Linked DNA regions of Sus scrofa: region 2 is linked to region 1. Evidence: chromatin contacts called from public Hi-C data. All regions are on one chromosome and are shown on one strand. Each heading gives the region's core, a stretch centred on a gene start, on an enhancer-like site or on the middle of the called end of the contact. The rest is flanking DNA. Distances are from core to core; before and after follow the strand shown. Region 1 holds the start of SEPT8 (septin-8). Region 2 holds the start of SOWAHA (ankyrin repeat domain-containing protein SOWAHA).

Region 1 (5,690 bases), core at 1,782-4,281:
AGGGGTGCCAGGCGTGAGGCTGCCATGCCGCACACTCCTCTCTCCCCCTCAGAGCTCCACTTCCCCTGGGCCCTCCATCCCCCCTCACCACGGAGTCTGAACCTTGCCCATGAGAGTCTAACAGGAGAAACACAGGAGCCGGCCCCTGAGACCGAAAAAGAATAAGCCCCAGAGCCTGGGACCCAGGCTGGAGAAGGGGCAGAGCATCGTGGACAGGAGTCTGGCTGCCCAAGGAGGGCAAGAGGCAAGAGACTCCCCAGGGGCTGTCCCAGACACGCTCATCCAAGGAGATTTCAACCCTAACTCTGGGGCTCACCTAGGGCTGGGCCAGGCCCAGCCAAAAGGTAAAGGCTGCTGAGCCTGAGCTGTTCGCATCATGCTACCTAGAGAACAGGAACCCGGCACACACTGACCTCAAAGCACCGTTCCATCTGCTCGTCTAAGCTTCAGGTTGGGAGAGTTCCCAGGCCCTCTGGGGCTGGTCTGACCACTGAGCTGGCCTCAGCGGCATTGTCAACCTGCCACAGTTCAAGCAGATCATAGCCTCCCGGCCACTGCTTAAGACCCAAGTCAACCATGGGGTTGGTGAGACAACTATGCACATGCCCCCAGACATGCCGTAGACTGCGATTTATCTTCCACAAACTCTCTGAAAACATCAGCATGGTTATGCTCACTGGATAGCGGGGTAAAGGAAGAAATAATTTGCCGAGGATGACAAGGCAGGAGAGGAGAATGGAGCCCAGACTCCTACATGAAGGCCAAACCCCACCCAAGGTCTCCACCCAAATTCAACTGTGTCCAAGTCCTCCCAGGAGGCTGACGGCCCAGAGCTCGAAGGGTGTGGATGGCGTCCATCCATCCAGCTTAATCTGGCACAGTAACCAAGGCCCCTGAGCCGGGACGGTACGCCTTGCCTTGAGTCAGCCCCCTCTTTGCGTCCTGGCCCACTCTGGGCATTAAGAGCCGGAATCCCCACAGATGTGGTTTAAAAGCTACCATCTCTCAGGGATGGTGGCCCCTGGAGAGGGGGCCCTGTAACGGAGCAAACCCATTCGCTGCTGCCTTCTTACACAGAGAGCCAGTCTTCAAAGCCACATGCGCGCTGGGGAGAATGTACCCTGTGATGTGCCTACCACGTGCCAGTCACTGCTCTGACTACCTGACCTGGATCCTCTCATTAAATCCTTCTAATCACCCTATGGGAAAGGCAGTACTCTTATCCCATTGTACAGGTGAGAACACTGAAAGCTTAAACAAATTGCTCAAGGTCACGTGGCCAACGCGAGTCCAGGATTCACATTGGGGCGTCTGATTCTAGTTACGCTACACACCCCTTCCATCCGCAAGAGTCCTGTTAGAGCAACCTCTGGCCACGGAGAGACAGAACCCAGACATAACTTTCTGCTCAGCAGGGCACAGAACATGCACACAGACACGCAGGGAGAGATGTGTAAACACACACAGGTCTCTTGGCCTCCAGCTAACCAGCAGGTCTGTCGGGATTCACGTGCAGCCCTCCTGGGGTACATAAATTCCTATTTACTGTGCAGGCCAAGCTCTGAACCTGCTCCGCCTGTATTCAAACTTACTGAACTGACTCGCAGCCCCCTCTCCACTGGAAATGAAACACTCCAGTATAGAAATTATGAAACCAAGAGTCTCTGCTTTAGTTACCCCTATTTCCAAAGTAGACCAACAAATGTATTTTCAGATGAAAGAGAAAATTTACATATATAAATTCGGATGGCAGTATTTATAGCATTAATTACGTAAGTCCCGGATCCCTTATTTAGCCCCAGAACCAATTCCTTATCGGTCATATATTTAGCATTTCCCCCCACCCCCAACATCTCCCGACTCTCCCTTACAACGACCAGGGCCTCACATGCTGGCAAGAGGACACAGCTTCCTTCACTGTCAGAGCCCAACCTCCCAGACACACCCAAATTCAGCCTTAGAATCAGGGGACATGCAGCCACGACCCCCGAGAGTCCCCTCTCCCCTCGGGTGAATTATAAAAGCCTTTAGAAAATAGGCTACAGGCCGGCTCGGGCCCGGAGAGACCTCTGGAGGGACCACCAGAGATGTGAGCCCTGCAGAAGGCATACCCGACCTGGGGCTCAAGCAAACATCCACTGGGCTGAATCTGGAATCTCTCCAGTTTCTGGGGAATGGCTGCCTCCGACCCTACCACTGAGGCCGGACCTGCCTGGAATCGCACCCGGGATCCGGCCGCTTGGGTTGGGGTGCAGGCTGAGGTTGGGAGACGCAGGGCCAGGACCTTGGGTCTTCAGGACCCAAGTCTGCAACTGCCCTTGGCTCACTTGAGGGACTCCCTCGGACCCCTAGGGCTTCATCCTGAGCCCAGCCAGCAGCACCTGCGCGGCCAGGGGTCTCCCCCGCCGTGCAGAAACAGGCAGGGAGACGGGGCTTTGGAAGAACCTGGATCCTCCCCTCCGGCGCCCGGGGCTCCGGTCTGTCCTCGCACCTGGCCGGAACCAGGCGGATATTTATGTGCTCCTTTCCGCGAAAGGAGTCCGCCTCGCCTTCGCCCAAGCAGAGCGACCCCGCCAGCCGCCCGGCGAGGCGCCCCCGCCCGACGCCCCAGGTCCCGAGGCTAGCGCTGCTCGGAGAGCCAGCTCGTGCGCCCCCGGCCCGCCCGGAGTCGAGGCCGGCTCGCGCGGCACTGACAGCCCGGCTCGCGCCCCCGGCCAGCGGCACGCGGCCCCCTCCCCGCGCCTCTCGCGCGCGCCGCGGCCCAGCGGGGCCCTCACCGAGAAGCGCTCCAGGTCAGTGGCCGCCATGGCGAGCTCCGCACCGGGCAGGCGGGCCGGGCCGAGCACCCGGGCCGCGACAGGGACCAGCCGGCTGCGGGACGCGCTCCGCCCGGGCGGCTGCGGCTGAATGGATCCAATATGGCCACTTCCTGGAAACTCCCCTTGGCGGCAGCGGCGGCGGCGGCGGCGGGAGAAGCCGCGGAGCCGCCCCCGCCCCCGCCCGCGGGACCGGCCTCCCCGCCTGGCCCCGCCGCGAGCGCAGCCCGAGCCCCAGCGCGGGCACGGCCGGGGGTCTCCGCGGCGAGGCGGGAGGTGCCAACTGCGAGGACTGCTGGGACTTGTAGTCCCGAAGTTGGGGGGCCAGGAGGGCCGTGCCTGGGGACCCGGGCCAGTGCCCGCCGGCCTGCCGCGTGTCCCTGGGAGGCTGGGGACGAGGCCGGGAGGGAGTGTCCCGCGCCTCCGCGCTAGGAAGCCCGCTCGGTGCCGAGAAGAGTAGGGTGCGGCGTGCGCCCTCGAGGTCTCCCCCAAGCCGCCTCCACCCGGTCAGAGCCTGCAAATACACGGAGACCACCAGCCAGAGTGTCGGCGGATTGCGTGCGGCCCGTCGGGTCCAGGAGAGGCCGCCTCAGCCTCTTATGGCCGTACGCTGGGCCCCACCTGATGCTCTGGTCCGAGCCAGGGCGGCACCCGGGGCGGGACCCGCGCGTCCGGCTGGGCGGCCTTCCCGGGCCAGGGACCAGCCTTCGGCTCCTTGCGCAATGAAGTTGCAGGATGCGCAGTTCAGGCTCAGATTCGTGCAATAGACAAGCCGAGTTCGGCATTCAAGACATCAGATAACAAGTGACCGTCACCCTGCCTACCCCTAAGGGTTTCGGGCGAGGTCTTAATGGAGTCTGGGCACCGCGCAAGGAAGACTGCAGCTCCCAATGCATGCGCATTCTCTCTGCGAATCCCACTACTCAAAACACGCACAAAACTTAGAAAACTAATACCTCTGCCCAAGCCAAAGGCCTTCAGGGGACTCTGGTCCTATTCAATGACTAGCCTTCTAAAATCCAGCTCCGAATCCTCCAAAACCCTCCTTATTTTGTCATTCCCTCTGCCTCTCTGTCTGCTCTCTCTTTGGGAAGGTAGCAAGGCTTGTCTCCTGCTATTTCAATGGCCTCAACCTGGGTGGGTCCACCCTCCACACCCTTCCCACCCACCAAGATTTTCCTGAGAAACAGCCCAGCCTGTCCCTCTGACTCAGGAACTTGTCGTGGTTGAAGGTGTCCGAGGACCACATCTGGGCTTGGCACACCTGGCTTTAAGAGGAGCTCCTCCCTGCCCTTCCACTGGCTTTCAGGTAGTTGACCCTGTCCCCTTGAAGTAGCTTTCGTCTTCCTTCTCTCCAGGGCACATTGTAGCAGGTCACTAAGGTGAAATGACATCTTGCTGGTCCTTTCTGATTCAGTGTTCACTCTGTGCCTCCCTCTCGCAGTGTCTCCCATGCTGTATTGTAGTTATCTGCGAGAAACAGGCAAAGCTGTGGTTAAGGGTGCTGGACCCAAGGCAAACAAACGACCTGGGTTGGAATCCTGCCTCCATCCCTTGCCAGCTTTTTAACCTCAGGCAATTTACTTACCTGTGCCTCCCCTTCCTCCTCCTAAAACTGAGGCTAATTAGAGTACCTCTGCCACAGGATTCAACTCAGGAAAATAAGGGCTCTCCTCTACACTTGAAATAAAATGCTTAATCAAATCTCCTTCTCTAGACTACAAAAACCTTAATTTCAAAGCCCAGAGAGAGAGAGAGAGAGAGGGAGCGAGATGTGTGGTCAGTTGGTGTTGTGTTGATCAGCCTGGACCAGATCTGCTATTTCCTTTTTCTTTCCTGTAACTGGCAAGAAATCTGTCCCGAAGACCATTTTCTGCATCACAACTCTCTGGAATCTGCCCTAAATTATCTCAAAAATGGTCTTTCCCCCAAGTTGTGCATTTTTTTCAAAATAATCCACTTCTGCAGCCCCAGCTGCTGGCTGTGAGAAGGAAAAGCGAGATTACAGCTGACTTCCTTCTCTTGGGATGTGGTCACTGTTAGGAAAATTTACATCTCCTCCCCGAACCCCAAATTTCTTTTTCTTTCGTCCTCTTCTCCTTCTCCTTCCTGTTCCTCTTTTTCTCCTTCCTCCTCCTCCTGTTTTGTTTTGTTTTTGGCTTTTTAGGGCCGCACCCATGGCATATGGAGGTTCCCAGGCTAGAGATCTAATAGGAGCTACAGCTGCCAGCCTACACCAGAACCACAGCAACGCCAGATCCAAGCCATGTCTGCGACCTCCACCACAGCTCACGGCAACGCCGGATCCTTAACCCACCGAGCGAGGCCAGGGATCGAACCCACAACCTCATGGTTCCTAGTCAGGTTCGTTTCCCGGGCGCCCCGGCGGGAACTCGCTCTTCTCTCCTCTTCTCCCTCTCCCTCGTCGTCATCTTCCTCTCTGCCCCCACCTCCTCCAGTGCGGCTGCTGGTCAGAACTACTGAAGGAGGGAGAGTGAGTTACCTGTGGGGAAACAAAGGCAGATACAGCAATCATTTCTCACACGAGGTAAAGTGGTATTTCTCATGGCAGCATTTCCCAGTGTTCCTTACACACCTAGGAGAAGGGGATACCTGCTAACACACACACACACACACACACACACAATGGTTCCCCAATTAAATAATAGTACATGTGCAATGCCAAGTTCCAGACAGGACAAGGTTTCTGTAGAAGTCCTCAGAGCTTTGGGTGACACCGTCTGAGAGGTAAAGGGACAATGCAGCCTTCCTCAGACTTAGTTCCCCGCCCCCCCCCCGCTCCCCCCCCCACATATACACCTAGCACCGCACTGAAATTTAACCCCACAGGCCTCACTGTTGCTGGCCTTTTAC
Region 2 (5,690 bases), core at 1,418-3,917, 35 kb after region 1:
CCCACACTGTTGGTGGGAATGTAAATTGGTGCAACCACTATGGATAACACTATAAAGGGTCCTCAGAAAACTAAATATAGAACTACTATATGATCCAGCAATCTCACTCTTGGGCATATATCCAGACAAAACTATAATTCAAAAAGATACATGCACCCTTATATTCATTGCAGCACTATTCACAATTGCCAAGACATGGAAACAACTGAAAATAAATGTCCAGTGAGAAAGGAATGGATAAAGATGTGGTACATATATACAATGGAATACTACTCAGCCATAAAAAAGAAAGAAAAATGCCATTTGCAGCAGCATGGACGGCCCTAGAAACTATCACACTAAGTGAAGTAAATCAGAAAGAGAGAGGCAAATACCATATGATATCACTTATATGTGGAATCTAAATTACGACACAAATGAACCTACAGAAACAGACGCACAGACTCAGAAAACAGAATTGTGGTTGCCAAAGATGGGAGAGGCAGGGGACGAATGGACTGGGAGTTTGGGATTAGCAGATACAAACTATTACATATAAAACAAATAAACAACGCAGTCCTACTGTATAGCAGAGGGAACTATATTCAATATCCAGAGATAAACCATAACGGAAAATAATATAAAAAGAATGTGCATATATACATTATGTGTGTATATAAATAAATAACTGAATCACTTTGCTGTACAGCAGAATTTAACACAACATTGTAAGTCAACTGTACTTCAGTAAAAAAGTGGCTGTCTAAAAATGAATGTATAATCAGAAAACAAAATTAAAAGATAAATGACAAAGTGGAAAAATACAGCATATATAATAAAGGATTGATAACGACCTAACAAGAAAACATTAACAAATGGGTAAAGAGGGAAAGGGGCAAGTCATAAAAGAACAAATCAAATAAGAGGAGAAAGAGAAGTTTTACCTCATTAGTGATAAAGTAAGTGGAAATCAGATACCATTTTTTTGTCTTTCAAATGGACAAATTAGAAGATATTATAGAAGATATTACACAAGTCAGGGAGGGAAAGACTAGGGAATTTCATAGGGCTGTAACTTCTGCAAAACGACTTAGTAAAAAGTTTCAAAAGTTTTAAAAATAATTCCCTTTGACTTAGTAATTCTCCTTGTGGGAGTCTATCCTAAAGAAATTCATCAGAAACATGTACAAAATTTTATACATAAGCAGCACAATCCAAAAGAATTAAAAACAACGTAGACTGTGGACAATAAGAACATAAAGTGTATCTACATTTATTTGAGGCTCTCATTTAAACATCATATATTTTTAAAGAATAGTTATTGTCATTGGGGGAAGCACTCACACTATGAAGTGAGGTTACAAAGAAGGTCAAATGCATTCCAGAAATAGCCGAAGATGGAAATTGTCTCTGGGCAAAGGGTTTGGGAAAAGGGAGAACTTTCCTATGTTCTCTTTTTTTTTCCCCTTCGGTAAGAATAATAGAAGCGACTATACTGCTACTAATAATTTGAATGTTTACTGTGAGCCAAGCATTGTTGTAAGTGCTTTACGTCCATTCTCTCACTCCTCACAGCCTGGTGACCTGAGTATAATTAGTACCATCTCCTTACCCCTTCACAGATAAGAAAATTGAGGCACAGAGAGGTCAAGCAAGTAGCCCAATGTAGAGCCAGGATTCAAGTGTGGAATTTTGACTCTAGAGTTTTGCTCTTTTTAACTACTAAGGTATGGTGCCTCTGGTGATATCTTTGAAGGATTGTGTTTGCAAATTAAAAAACTGATCTCACCTTTGCCCTGGCTGCTCCCTTTGCTGAAAAAGCTTCTTTTCCTACCTAGCTACCTAACCACCGCCCCCCCCCCATCTCTTCAAGCCCTTGCTTAGCTGTGGCCTTTACAAGGAGTCCTGCCCCTAACACAGGATTCAAACTTGCAACCTGCCCCTCCGTCTTACTCTGCTTTATTTTTTCCATAGCATTTCTCCAACATATTATACAATTTTCAGATTCACCCATCACGTCTCTTTGTCCCTCCCCCTCCTCCATTACCACGCAAGCTGCACGAGGTCAGCTGTCTTGCTTACTGATGTATCACAGACTGAAAGGGCACTGGCACAAACGAAGTGCGCAACAAATATTGGTGAAGTGAATTTTTTAAAAAAACACGATTCCAATTTTGCTTTCTTACAGTAAAGCATACACATGTATACACATGCGTATGGGGGAGGGAGGAGAAAAAGAGTGCAAATGTTATTAATGATTTCAAATGCTATTTTCCTTAGGCTTTCCTGTGGGTTTCCTCCCAAAATTCGATGCGAACATGTATTATTTTATCATAAGAAAATTGCTGTTTAAAACGTCTCTTCTAAACCTCGGATGGCATACGTTGCCATCCGCAGCAAACGGTCTTCACCGCAAGTTGCATGAAGCCGTTTTTCCTGTGTGAAACGCAGTCAACAATTCAAGAGGTAGTGACGATTTTCAAATAAAGTATTGCTTTTAAGCAATCGCCCAGTATTTTGTGGTGGTTAAATATTTCAGAAAGGAGTAAAAATCCTTGCCTCGCCTGTAGACCGCGGCATCCCTGGCGAACACACCCACCTAGCAACCGGGAGCCGAGCTGAAGCCTGGCACTGCGCCTTTAATTCTCCAATTGGGAGGGGCGGTGGAGAATTTCCGCTCCCCTACTCCCACCGCGGCCCTGGTGGCAGCTGTCACCTGTAAGGCGAGCACCGCACGCAAGGGGATGGAGCCCGGCGCCCATTGGACAGAATATAAAGGCAGAAACCTACCCCGAAGACTGGGGGCCCCCCGGGGCGGCGGCGGGGGGCGCGCACCGCGGCCCCCAGCTCCTTTTTCCGCGAGACTCCCGGACTCCGCGGCGCGGGCGTGACCAAGGTCCAGCCTCGGGGACACGCCCGTCACGCCTCGGTGACAACGATCAGGTGAGCCTGGCCGAGGCGGACTTGACTCCCGGAACCCGGGCTCCTGCACTTCCCGGCCGGCGCCGCGACGTACACCTGCCGCGCAACCGGGAGCCGCGGGTCGGTGGGAGGGGGGCGGCCCCGGCTTCCCTGCCGAGAGGGTACGGACCCTGACCATGGCGCTGGCCGCGGCCGCGGCCGCTGCGGCCGCCGGGGTGAGCCAGGCGGCGGTGCTGGGCTTCCTACAGGAGCACGGCGGAAAGGTGCGCAACTCCGAGCTTCTGAGCCGCTTCAAGCCGTTGCTGGATGCAGGCGACCCGCGCGGCCGTGCAGCCCGCAGGGATCGTTTCAAACAGTTTGTCAACGACGTGGCCGTGGTGAAAGAGTTCGACGGCGTCAAATTCGTGGTGCTGAGGAAGAAGCTGCGGCCCCGGGAGGGACCAGAGCCCCTGACCACCTGCTGGAACAGCACCCCGGGGACACTAGCCCCGCCGTCGAAGATCACTTCCGTCTCACAGGTGGAAGCCGCTGCCTCGGGCACTCCATCCTTGGCCTCCGAGCAGAAGGCGGTGGAACCACCTAGAGACCCGGCTCCACCATCAGAGTCGCAGGACACCCTCGGGGCTCCGGCCTCCGAGCCCACTCTGCCAACCAGGGAGCTGCTGTTAAGCCCGGCCCTGCAGTCAGGGGGGCCCTCGGACCCGCAGATTCCAACTTTTGAGCTATCCCAACCCTCCGAGGGGCTCTCTGCAGACGTGGCTCCACCGTCTAGGGCACCTTCGGAGGCAACCTTGACCCACGCAGAGCCGCCAGACCTGGAACCTGGGCCTAGACAATCAAAAGGGCCGCCACCGCCCCCGTCACCGCCACCGCCGCCTCCGCGCGCGCCGCTGCAGAAGCCCTGCATGCTGCCGGTGCGCTGCGTCCCGGGTCCCTTCCGGATCCGGACGGAAGATCAAGGCCTGCGTCGGCAGCTGTCGGAGGAGCCCAGCCCTCGGAGCTCCCCGCTGTTGCTGCGGCGGCTCTCGGTAGAGGAGCCTGGCCTAGGCCTCAGCCTGGGTCCGGGCCGCTCCCCGCACCTGAGACGCCTGTCACGCGCCGGCCAGCGCCTGCTTAGCCCCGACACCGAAGAGGTGCCCGCTGCACCGCCGCCGTCCGCCGTGCCCCTGGAGCCGGCCGAACACGAGTGGCTAGTGCGGGCGGCCGGGGGCCGCTGGACACACCAGCTCCACGGGCTGCTGCTGCGCGACCTCGGTCTGGCGGCCAAGCGCGACTTCATGTCGGGTTTCACGGCCCTGCACTGGGCAGCCAAGAGCGGCGACCTCGAGATGGTGCAGCAGCTGGTGGAGGTCGCGCGGCGTGGGGGCGCGCGGGTCGACGTGAACGCGCGCTCACACGGCGGCTACACGCCGCTGCACCTGGCGGCCCTCCACGGGCACGAGGATGCAGCCGTACTGCTGGTGGTCCGCCTGGGTGCGCAGGTGCAAGTGCGTGACCACAGCGGGCGGCGAGCCTACCAGTACCTGCCGCCCGGCGCCTCGTACGCGCTGCGCCACCTCCTCGGCGACCCCGGCCTGCGAGGCTCTACCGAGACTGACCGAGCTGGCGGCGGCAGCGGCAATCTTGCGGCCCGGCGCCCGGTGCAGGTGGCCGCCACCATTCTCAGTTCCACCACCAGCGCGTTTCTGGGCGTCCTGGCCGACGATCTGATGCTCCAGGATCTGGCTCGAGGCATGAGGAAGTCCGGCTCCTTCAGCAAATTCTTGGGTGCCTCGCCCATGGCTCCTCGTAAAAAGACAAAGACTCGCAACAGTCTACAGGCCTTTTCAGAAATCTCTCGTCGACCTACTCCGGGGCCTTTGGCTGGTTTAGTGCCCAGCCTACCCACTGCAACCTGAAGGTCCCAAGGTTATGGCTTGGTTTCTCTAACCTGGCCTTGCCTCTCAGTCAGATGGCGGCCCAGCACCTTTGGCTCCATCTTGTTTCCAGCTTTGTCCACCGCAGCCTGTCATACGCAGGTGGGCCTACGCCTCCAGCTTCTGTCTGAGGCTTGATCTTTCTCCAGAGATGGGATTTAAGATCTCAGTGAGAGCTTCCTATGAAGAACTCCAGAAGTCAGGCTTAAATTTTGGAGATGTGAAATTTAGGATCAAAAAGGTTAAGGGGCAGCAGCTGGTCTGGCCCCTAAATGAGTTAACCTGTTCCTTCTGCATCCCTACCCTCCTAAGCCCGAATTAGAGCTTTCTGTGATGATCGATTGTCAGCTTTAAGATACATTGTGCTTTTGTAACTTGATGCTTTTATCCTGTTTTTAAATTGAAATGAGGTGAAACGACTTTCATAAAAGAACCTTTTGAAAATATATTTTTCCAAAATGATCATTTTCAATCTTTTGCTAAATATTTTGGAATTCTATTTAAAAAAAAAAAAAGTGATCAAGATCTAAAGGAAATTAGTCCCAACCAACAAAACCCTTGAATGGTTATCTACCTCATTTTAGGCAATCAAGATTCTAGGGAGTCTTGAACCCAGAATGTGACCATTGTGAATGTAATTAATCTCAGCTGTACTGTGAATGCTAATTACTAGAAAACAAGTGCATCCTGGGAGTAAAAGTGATTTAACAGTGAGTGAAAAGGCACATTTTGACAAATACTTTAAATTCGTGGTTATTTGTCTTTGGCACTTGGTGGCTGGCTGTTTTGATTTGGCATGACTATTTAATTTTTAAAGTATGGCTTATCTGTGAATTGCACCACTGTGCCATGTTTCTGAACCTGTGGCTTTGG

Evidence for each region. Hi-C and Micro-C count contacts between places; a contact is called where the count stands out from the background.
Region 2: a Hi-C map of epiblast stem cells shows a contact between it and region 1, with 1.8 times the contacts expected there. The contact joins the promoter of SOWAHA here to the promoter of SEPT8 in region 1. A contact is called at or near these places in 1 of 5 promoter capture datasets (liver), 7 of 47 Hi-C or Micro-C datasets (brain, embryonic fibroblasts, epiblast stem cells and 3 more) and 2 of 2 datasets of contacts at active chromatin or transcription factors (alveolar macrophages and skeletal muscle).

The regions. Positions count from the first base shown.
Region 1 is chr2:135,101,434-135,107,123 of Sscrofa11.1, forward strand. SEPT8 (septin-8) reads right to left here and starts at 3,032. Exons shown (of 10, transcript XM_013995121.2): 1 at 2,778-3,032. The coding sequence starts at 2,807.
Region 2 is chr2:135,136,611-135,142,300 of Sscrofa11.1, forward strand. SOWAHA (ankyrin repeat domain-containing protein SOWAHA) reads left to right here and starts at 2,668. Exons shown (of 1, transcript XM_003123927.4): 1 at 2,668-5,690. The coding sequence starts at 3,078. The coding sequence ends at 4,799.